2 separate regions of the Zea mays genome follow, and region 1 is linked to region 2. A link is a contact called in public Hi-C data. All regions are on one chromosome and are shown on one strand. The core of a region is the stretch at or near the end of the contact, and the rest is flanking DNA. Distances in the headings are between cores, read along the strand shown. Region 1 has its middle 19 kb from the start of LOC100285016. Region 2 holds the start of LOC100281175 (bifunctional protein tilS/hprT).

Evidence for each region. A called contact is a pair of places that touch in the nucleus more often than the background predicts.
Region 1: a Hi-C map of ear shows a contact between it and region 2, with 2.6 times the contacts expected there. The contact joins the enhancer-like site here to the promoter of LOC100281175 in region 2. A contact is called at or near these places in 2 of 25 Hi-C or Micro-C datasets (ear and tassel).

Annotation. Positions count from the first base shown.
Region 1 is chr6:138,851,352-138,855,514 of Zm-B73-REFERENCE-NAM-5.0, forward strand. No RefSeq gene overlaps it. Among protein-coding and RNA genes, the nearest start is that of LOC100285016, 19 kb to the right of the region's middle. Within about 2 kb of position 2,115, at least 19 of the 20 cell types and tissues checked have an H3K27ac peak or open chromatin away from gene starts, as enhancers often do. A contact at or near this core is called in ear and tassel, where this site is marked.
Region 2 is chr6:138,718,564-138,722,787 of Zm-B73-REFERENCE-NAM-5.0, forward strand. It overlaps LOC100281175 (bifunctional protein tilS/hprT), which reads right to left and starts at 2,579. Exons shown (of 3, transcript NM_001154094.2): 1 at 2,005-2,579; 2 at 924-1,088; 3 at 238-697. The coding sequence starts at 2,526. The coding sequence ends at 584.

The DNA.
Region 1 (4,163 bases), core at 865-3,364, 130 kb after region 2:
CACACATGAACATTAGCACTAGTATCAAGCCACGAGCTAGGTGATTCAAATACTGAGAAGATGAAAGGTAGATTACCATACCTTTTGTCTCCCATTTTGTTAGTGACCACTGTGTTGACATTGCCCTTTTGGCACGACGATCCGCTCGATCAGGACAATCCTTTACAAAATGACATGTCTCACCACACGCGAAACATGTCACTCCAGCCTTGTTCTTCTTCTTCTTGAAGTTGGTGGTTTTGTTGGGCTTGTTAGATTTTGTATTTCATTTGCCCTTGTTATGGTTCTTCTGAACCATGTTGGCGTTGGAGTGGCCCTCGCCTCCTTTAGAACCTGTGTCCTTAGCCCGAGATTTCTCCTCAACATCCAGAGACACTATCAAATTTTCAACTGATATCTCATGTCTCTTATGTTTCAGAGATGTGGCGAAGTTTCTCCATGTAGAAGGCAACTTTGCAATAATGTACCCATCCACAAATCGGTCACGAAGGACAATCTTAAGGTGGTCGAGCTCCTTGGCAATACATTGTATTTCATGAGCTTGCTCAACAATAGAGCGATTATCAACCATCTTATAATCATGAAAGCTCTCTATGACATACAGGTCACTGCCAGCACCTGATGCACCATACTTTATAGTAAGTGCATCCCAAAACTCCTCGTCTGTGTATTGCATATTCGCATAAGCTAGACGATCAACAAGGATGCTAAGAATTGCCCCCTAAAGATAGTATTGGCATCGACATACTTTTTCTCCTCTTCAGGATTCAGTACGCCCTCAGGTTTGCCTTTACTAACATGAAACACATTGATAGTAGTAAGCAAGAGAGTGTCCTTGACAGGCCACCTCTTGAAGTGTATACCAGAGATATTTTTCTAGGTTCAGCGCATCAGCAAAACCAGCCATAGTTAAACCAGGAAATTGTCTACAATAAGGTTTTTGGACTGTTGAACAATTATATATTTTCTAGATCAAATTCCGAATATAAATCATGACCAATAATAAATAGTCTAGATGTCTGTTCCACCACAAGTAAACTAACAGCCTAACAGGCTAATCATAAAAAGACAGCACACCTCTATCATAACAGATAAACTGAAGTATAAGGTCAAATTAGATGATGTGTATTAATCAGACATACTGGTAGATGACGCGGGTGGAAGCCGAATAGTCAATAATGGCAAAGCCTCAGGGTCGATGATGTCGAGGTAGCAGGGTCGACGATGTCGAAGCGGCAGGTTTGACGACAAGATCGCGAGCAGTCGCGTGAGGACGCTTCCTAAAAACCTTATTCACCCTCTTCGGGTGTAGGATCTCGAAGTCGACGGTTCCGGAGACCTGCTCTCCCGATCGCAGATGCACGTCGGCGGTCGGGATGAAGACAAATACGATGGCGACGTAGTTGTGAGCAGAGACGAAAACTTAACTTGTGTTGGGATGGGTTTGGCGTTGGCTGTAAGGCGCGTGACCGCGAACCCATAAGGACCCGCGATCCGATCCGCACGCTATCCAAGAACTAATAGACTCGTGCGCCCCCATAAGGCGAGGGGCCAGATTTTAATAGACCATTCATGTGCGTGTCGTGTGCCCGCACCCTTCGTCCGCCCAGGGGGCGAGGCGAGCAAGCGCGCGTGCGTGGTTTTCCACGCTCTCTCCTCATCCATGACTTGGTGATTGTAACATTCGTATTTAAACTAATTCCACACCACTTAAACTAGCAATATATGACTATTTGTTCCAATGTCTACTAGTCATATCTATACACGGCCTTTTAAGATTTGTATAGGATGTAATTAAATTTCAGAGTCAGGTCTAACCTATAAATCCAACACGAACGCCGAAAAGATACATCTCGCAGACCACGCTCCCAAGCAGGTCGGTCGGTCGATCCTCCCGTCGACTGCTGTTGGTCTGCTCCCGAGAAAAACCCACACACTATACGGCACAGCTTTCGGCGCAGGTTCTTGTGTCGGTAGCTGGCCGGCTGGCTCGGCATGGAACAAACGGATTCGGCCGGCCGACCCGTCAGTTTGTACAGTACTAGGAGTCTACTAGGAAGCAAGCACTGGCGGCTGGCGCTAACCCGAATGCATGCACGTTCCATACAAATGGCCGAACGGGAATATTGCCAGCGCAAGCGGTGCAGGGCATGTGAGCAACCGATGGCTCCGAGCAGCCCCCTTCTTTGTCCGTTCCTCCTTTCTCGTGCGTGCGTGCTTGCTTGCCGCACAACGGCACAACTATACCATCGGTTCAACGGCATGTGTTGCTATCTACTGCTATCACGATATTTATATCGATTCAACTTTAGCAAATTCAATTAGGCTACGTTTTATTCACTTCATTTTCAGACATTAGAATTTAATTACAACTTTCCAAATTTCATATATAAATCTATCTCAAGCTCATAGGGTAAGAGATAGAAATTAATTCTATAGATTTATATGTTACTTTTTCTAATATAGAACTTATAGCACACTTTTTTATTTACTTCTCTATATCCTAAATGTATTGTATAATCTCTGTTATATGATTTAAAATAATATATAAATACATTATATATATAAATATATTAAGTTAATTAGTTTGTTTAAATTATAGTTATTAGAATGGAAACAAACGGGACTTAGATTTTAAATGGCTGCCACTACGATTTTATGTCAGGAATCAGCCCACCCGCGCGCACGGCAGGGACGCGTGCGTGCTCAAGTCACAGATCCGGTCACTCTTCCTCGCACGTATCCGCGTTGAACGACCGCGCCCATCATATAGCCCGGGGCCACGCCCTCCGGGGACCAGCGATTGACCGGCCAGACCCAAACCCAACCACCGAGGAGCAACCGACCAATACTGTCGATCTCAACGTTCTCCACGGGTAGGGTAGGGTAGGCTTGCTTGCTTGCCTGCTCAATGCTGACTCAAGGCTTCAGATTGCACGGAGATTTCGATTTCGACCTTTTTTCATAGTATATATAGGCGCGTTTGACACTGTTCAACTTATTATTGTTCAGGTCTGCTTCAAATAAAAAAGTACAATTATAACAGTACTTAAGAGGCAAACTTTACGTTTCATAGAGTTAATATAAGATAATCTATAGAGTACAGTTTGTGGAACAGTGTCAAACACTCTTTGTATATCGCCTCGGACAGTCCGCGATTAGATTAACTCAGCCAGTAAAGTCCTTTTTCCGTACGTGCTTATCTATCTAATTACGCAGATTCTGTTGGAGAATGCTTAGGAACGGGTTCAGACCTTCCCCTATATATATGAAGGGGTATGACCGATTGTGTGCCCCCCACAATCGAACAAATCAACCAAACATTTACATTTCCTTTACTTTTGTAAGGAAAATGGACATTGGCCTATTTAACTAATTGACTTTGGTGTTTGATGAGCAACATAACCTGTGGACTAATGTGTTTGCTAGTGTTTGTATTTGTAGTTCATAGGATGCTAAAGTGACTTGGACTAAGGAATTGAGGAAGCAACACTTCAAAAGAAGACATTATGAAGACCATAAGTGAAGAACAACGAATATCAAGCAAAGTCTAAGACCTAAAGAAAGTGTTTCCACTAGCGGACCGTTCGGTCAAGAACATCGGACCGTTCAGTAGCACACTGTCGGACTATACGGTGCACCAGGGAACAGTAGCCCAATGGCTAGTTCCTGGTGGCACTGCGGAGGAGAGCCACCAGACTGTCCAGTGTAAGACAATGCGCGACAACATTCACCTGCAACAGTCAGAACCAACAGCTAGTGGTGCACCGAACAGGGGCACCAAACTGTTCGGTGCCTACCATCGGACTGTTCGGTGTGCCACAGAGAAGCAGCAACTTTTCTCTAACTGCTAGTTTCGAGTTGGGGCCTATATATACTTCACCCAACCGGGCATTTGAATGTGTGGGAACCCAAGCAACATACCAACACATATTGTAGACATTTTCAAATGCTCATACACCCAAGTGCTTAATAGAATCACTCGGTGATTAGCGTAGGTGCTTTGTGAAGTGTTTAATTTAGTTAGACCGCTTATGCACTTGCTCTAAGTTGTTTCTAGTTAGTTGAGTGAGTTAAGAAAACACACCAAACCCCTTGGCTCTTGAGCGAGCCGTTGTAATTGTACAGAGTGGGGCGAGAGTCTTACGAGACCGTGACAACCA
Region 2 (4,224 bases), core at 1,329-3,828:
AAAGAACTTTTAGTGACTTAGTTTTTAACAAACAGTTTTTAGTTTTTTGACAACTCACAAGCTATAGCAATTTTTTTCACATCTCACATTCCACGTCAGCTTTTTTTAGCAACAACTCAACCAAACAGTCTCTAAACGGTAATGAAAATACTGTTTGCTCAATGGTGGTTATGTTGGGCAGGGGAACGCATGGCCCACCCTGACCTCACTAAGCTCCCCGACCTTACAGTTACATCTCACTACAAGACACTGTAAGCTGTTTAGCCTGTAAACTGAAAATGTAACATGCCATATAACTACATCTTTCCCTTCTGGGTTGCTGTTTGGTGACAAACAAAACTGACAGTTGTACATCTTGCTGTTATGCTACAGAAACCTGGAAAAAACTGAAGTTTTCCTGAACTTACAGAAAAAAGGTAAACTAGATCTTTCTGTTTTTTTTTTGCCTTTTTCCCCCTCGTATCATTTGCATTAAGAAGTTCTGCTTCGGTAAAGTTGTTGATCAAAACTGGGATCTCTGTATCATTTGTAACTGAGATCTTCGTATCGATCGATTGCACAAGGTGCAGGTACAGCCTCAGGTCTAATTGCTTGAATCCTTTTTGTACATCTCGGGCTTGAGAACTCCGACATAAGGCAGGTTACGGTAGAGCTCCGCGTAATCTAAACCATAGCCAACAACAAAGTAGTCTGGGCACTGAAAAGGAACAAAAATGAATTAGTACTTACAAGGTGGGGAAGGGCAGCCCAGGAGAGCTTTTCAGTTTTCAGTACTATAGCTGTTACCAACAAAAGATGCAAACTGCTACTTAACAATATAACATTTTGTGGAAATGTGTTGAAGTGCATGCCAATGCCATAGATGGGGAGGGAGGGAGGGGTAGAGAGAGAGAGAGAGAGAGAGGTGGTACTTGTACTGGTACCTCAAATCCACGGTAAAATTTTCCATCCCCTACTAGATGAACATTGACTTTCCTTCTTGCTGGTTTGTCAAGAAAAGTGCAAACCGATATGGATGATGCACCTTTCTTCTCCAAATGAGCAATGAGATAGGACAGAGTATTCCCTGTGTCAACAATATCTTCAACCTACCGAGATATGAAATCATTATCAAATTCCATATACCAGCTCAAATAGACCCAAGAACTAGGAAGTCATCTCAGACAATTATAGGAAGTTAAGACAACAAAACGATAATAATACGAAAAACTAATTAACATAATCAATGATTTCTTTTTTTAAAAAAATGCATTTCCCATAGTATCAATTAGACACAGTGCAGAGCAAATTTCTCAATTGAATACTATTCCTAGACATATAAAACATGAATCAAGCAACACATTAGTGATTCCCTTGGTGCCTATATTTTAGAGCCGTACCACAAGATTGCAAACAAGGACAAAATGTGAATGCTGTATTTAAGTTTAAAACTGTTAGATGCTCTAGACAAAACTATTTCATTCTGAGTAGCTCTAAATGTCCCGCTTCAAAAAGGCACTTCTACAAACTGTATATGCCCTATGATATAGGTGGCCTAACCAGCAGATATTTATACAATTTACAAACAGTGCTCAGATAATCTTATACGGCTTAGTGAACATCCTCGGCTTTTCTCCTAGACCTCCCTGAAAATATTGTACACTGATTAATTTCAGGTTATTAGTACCTTGTTAGGTCGATGGTTTCTGTTCCTGGTCCAGACAAAAAATAATTATTACGAGTCATGTTTGGACAGCCATCCTAAATTTCTAGTATTCTCTCTCTGGGAACGTGAAACACAGGACCAAGACTATCTACTTAATTACAGAGTGAAGGTAAACAATCTAGAGGAGGTCAGGTGAATTATCTTCCATTGAGTCCGTCCACAAGCAAATGACGGGTACCAGCAAAATGATCAAAGCCAACCAATTCTTGGTACAGGACACCACCACACTATAAGGGCAAAAGGACACGTCAACCACACAAAAGCGGTTCACGATCACGAGTAAGGGTAGAGCTCCTCACCACGACCACATGCTTCCCGGCCACATCGACTTTGAGGTCGGCCGTGATACGTGGCTTGCCGCTGGACTCTGTGCCCGCCCCATAGGACTCGACGCGCACGAGGTCGACCACGAGCCGCACGTCGACGCGCCGGACGAGGTCAGCGAGGAAGAGGAACGCGCCCGTGGCGACGCCGACGATGACGGCGGGCTCCGGCAACGCGCGCAGGTCGGCCGCGAGCTCGGCGGCGACCTCGCCCACGCGGGTGGACACCTCGTCCTCCGTCCACAGCACGTAATCGATGCCGACTTCAGCGCTCACCATGGCAGTAGAGGCGACCGTGGCGGCGGCGGAGCAGGGGAGGAAGGTTAGGGTTGCGAGCCGGCGGGCGCGGAGCGCAGGGGATTTATTAGGGCGGCGTTGGTGCGTGGGCTGCGTGGTGGCGCGGTCGCGCCACGGGTGGAATGCCGCGGGCTTGATGAGGAACCGTGCCAGGATTCCGGAATCCCGCGTCGTCACCACGACCATGTTGGTGTTGTCCATAGGTTATGGTACTCCGGTTGTAGTTGAGTTGACCTGTGTCTCCGACACTTGATTAAAAAAAAACTCACCACACGCTCTTAGCTCTATACTTGAGATATAATATAGCCAATTGGTTTTATGCTCAAGATAGAAGACAACATACTTGAGATAGAATATAGCCAATTGGTTTTATGCTCAAGATAGAAGACAATCGGCCTAGGGGATGTTTGACTTCACTGAAACTAATAGTTAGCTGTTAAAATTAGTTAAAGACATCCAAACAATCTAGCTAATAATTCATACACTAGTCACTTTTAGCAAATTAGCTAATAGTTAGCTAGCTATTTGTTAGCTAACTAATTTCACTAGTAATTTTTTAGTCAACTATCTATTAGATCTAGTGCATTCAAACACCCCCTAAATACACACTATAGCGGAGCAAGAACCCGAAGAAGCACTATCATACCTAGATTTAAAGGGTAAACCCGGATACGTCTCATATATGCGCCAAACAAGATCAACACATACAATGACTCAATGTATAGAGACGAATGTCACAAACTTTATTACATAACAAAAATGTCTTATAAAATAACTGATAATAAATAAATCAGACTAAGATAATTATTCCTCAGCGTCAACAGCTGACTGGGAGACGACACCTAGATCTCGTTGAACTCGTTGTAGTAGTCCTCCTCCGGTGGAACCTGCTCTTCACCTGTGGGGGGAAATTATCGCAAGGGTGAGCTCACAGATGTGCATCACTCAGCAAGTGTGGGGGATAATGTGCATGAGCTCACTTATGGTGGGGGCTCTTGTGTAGTGTACGGCTGATTAACAAATAATGGTTAAGGCTGAGCATTGCTTTTAATAAGTTGGTTAAAATTTTATCAGCAGTTACTACACCATTCCAATAAAATAAGAGATCTCAGTTATAACAAATCCCACAATGCAATGCATGTGATAGATTAAGTTTAATTCAATAAGTTAATCATGCGAGAGTCCTGAGTCGCTCTTTACCATGAGCACGACTGATATACCAGTTTTACACTCTGCAGAGATTGCACATCTTTATCCACAAGCCATGTTACCCATTTGGCAAGGGGCCTAGAATTCCCGTTCATTTCTACCAAGGAGACTGAAAGGGAAATGTGCCCTTGAGCCATTTCTAAGTATTTTGGTGATTGAGTGCCAACACAAGTGCTTAAGTGTTAATCTATGCCAATTGATGGACAAAGTGCAAATCAAGAGTAAAGGTATGTTTCTAAGACCTAGTACATTGTTTTGAAGACTAATGTAGTGTGTCTAAGTGCTAGAAACAGGAAAAGACCAATTTGGAAAAGACTTGGCTGAGCAGCCAAGACTCTGCGCAGTCTGGGTGCACCGGACTGTCCGGTGCGCCAGGCTGGCGGCTGTCAACTGGCTGCTCTCGGGACTTCGACGACAGTGTACGACTATAAATCACCGGACTGTCCGGTGAGCCAACAGTCGGCCCGCCCAACGGTCGGCCGTGTAATCCGCGCGCGACGCGTGGCAGAGCCAACGGTCAGAAGGGGGCACCGGACTGTCCGGTGTGCACCGGACAATGTCTGGTGCGCCAACGGCTCTGAAACTCGAACGGTCGGCTTCACCAAAGAAGGAAAGTAATCCGCATCGGATAGTGTCCGGTGGTGCACCGGACTGTCCGGTGCGCCAGGCGACAGAAGGCAAGAATTGCCT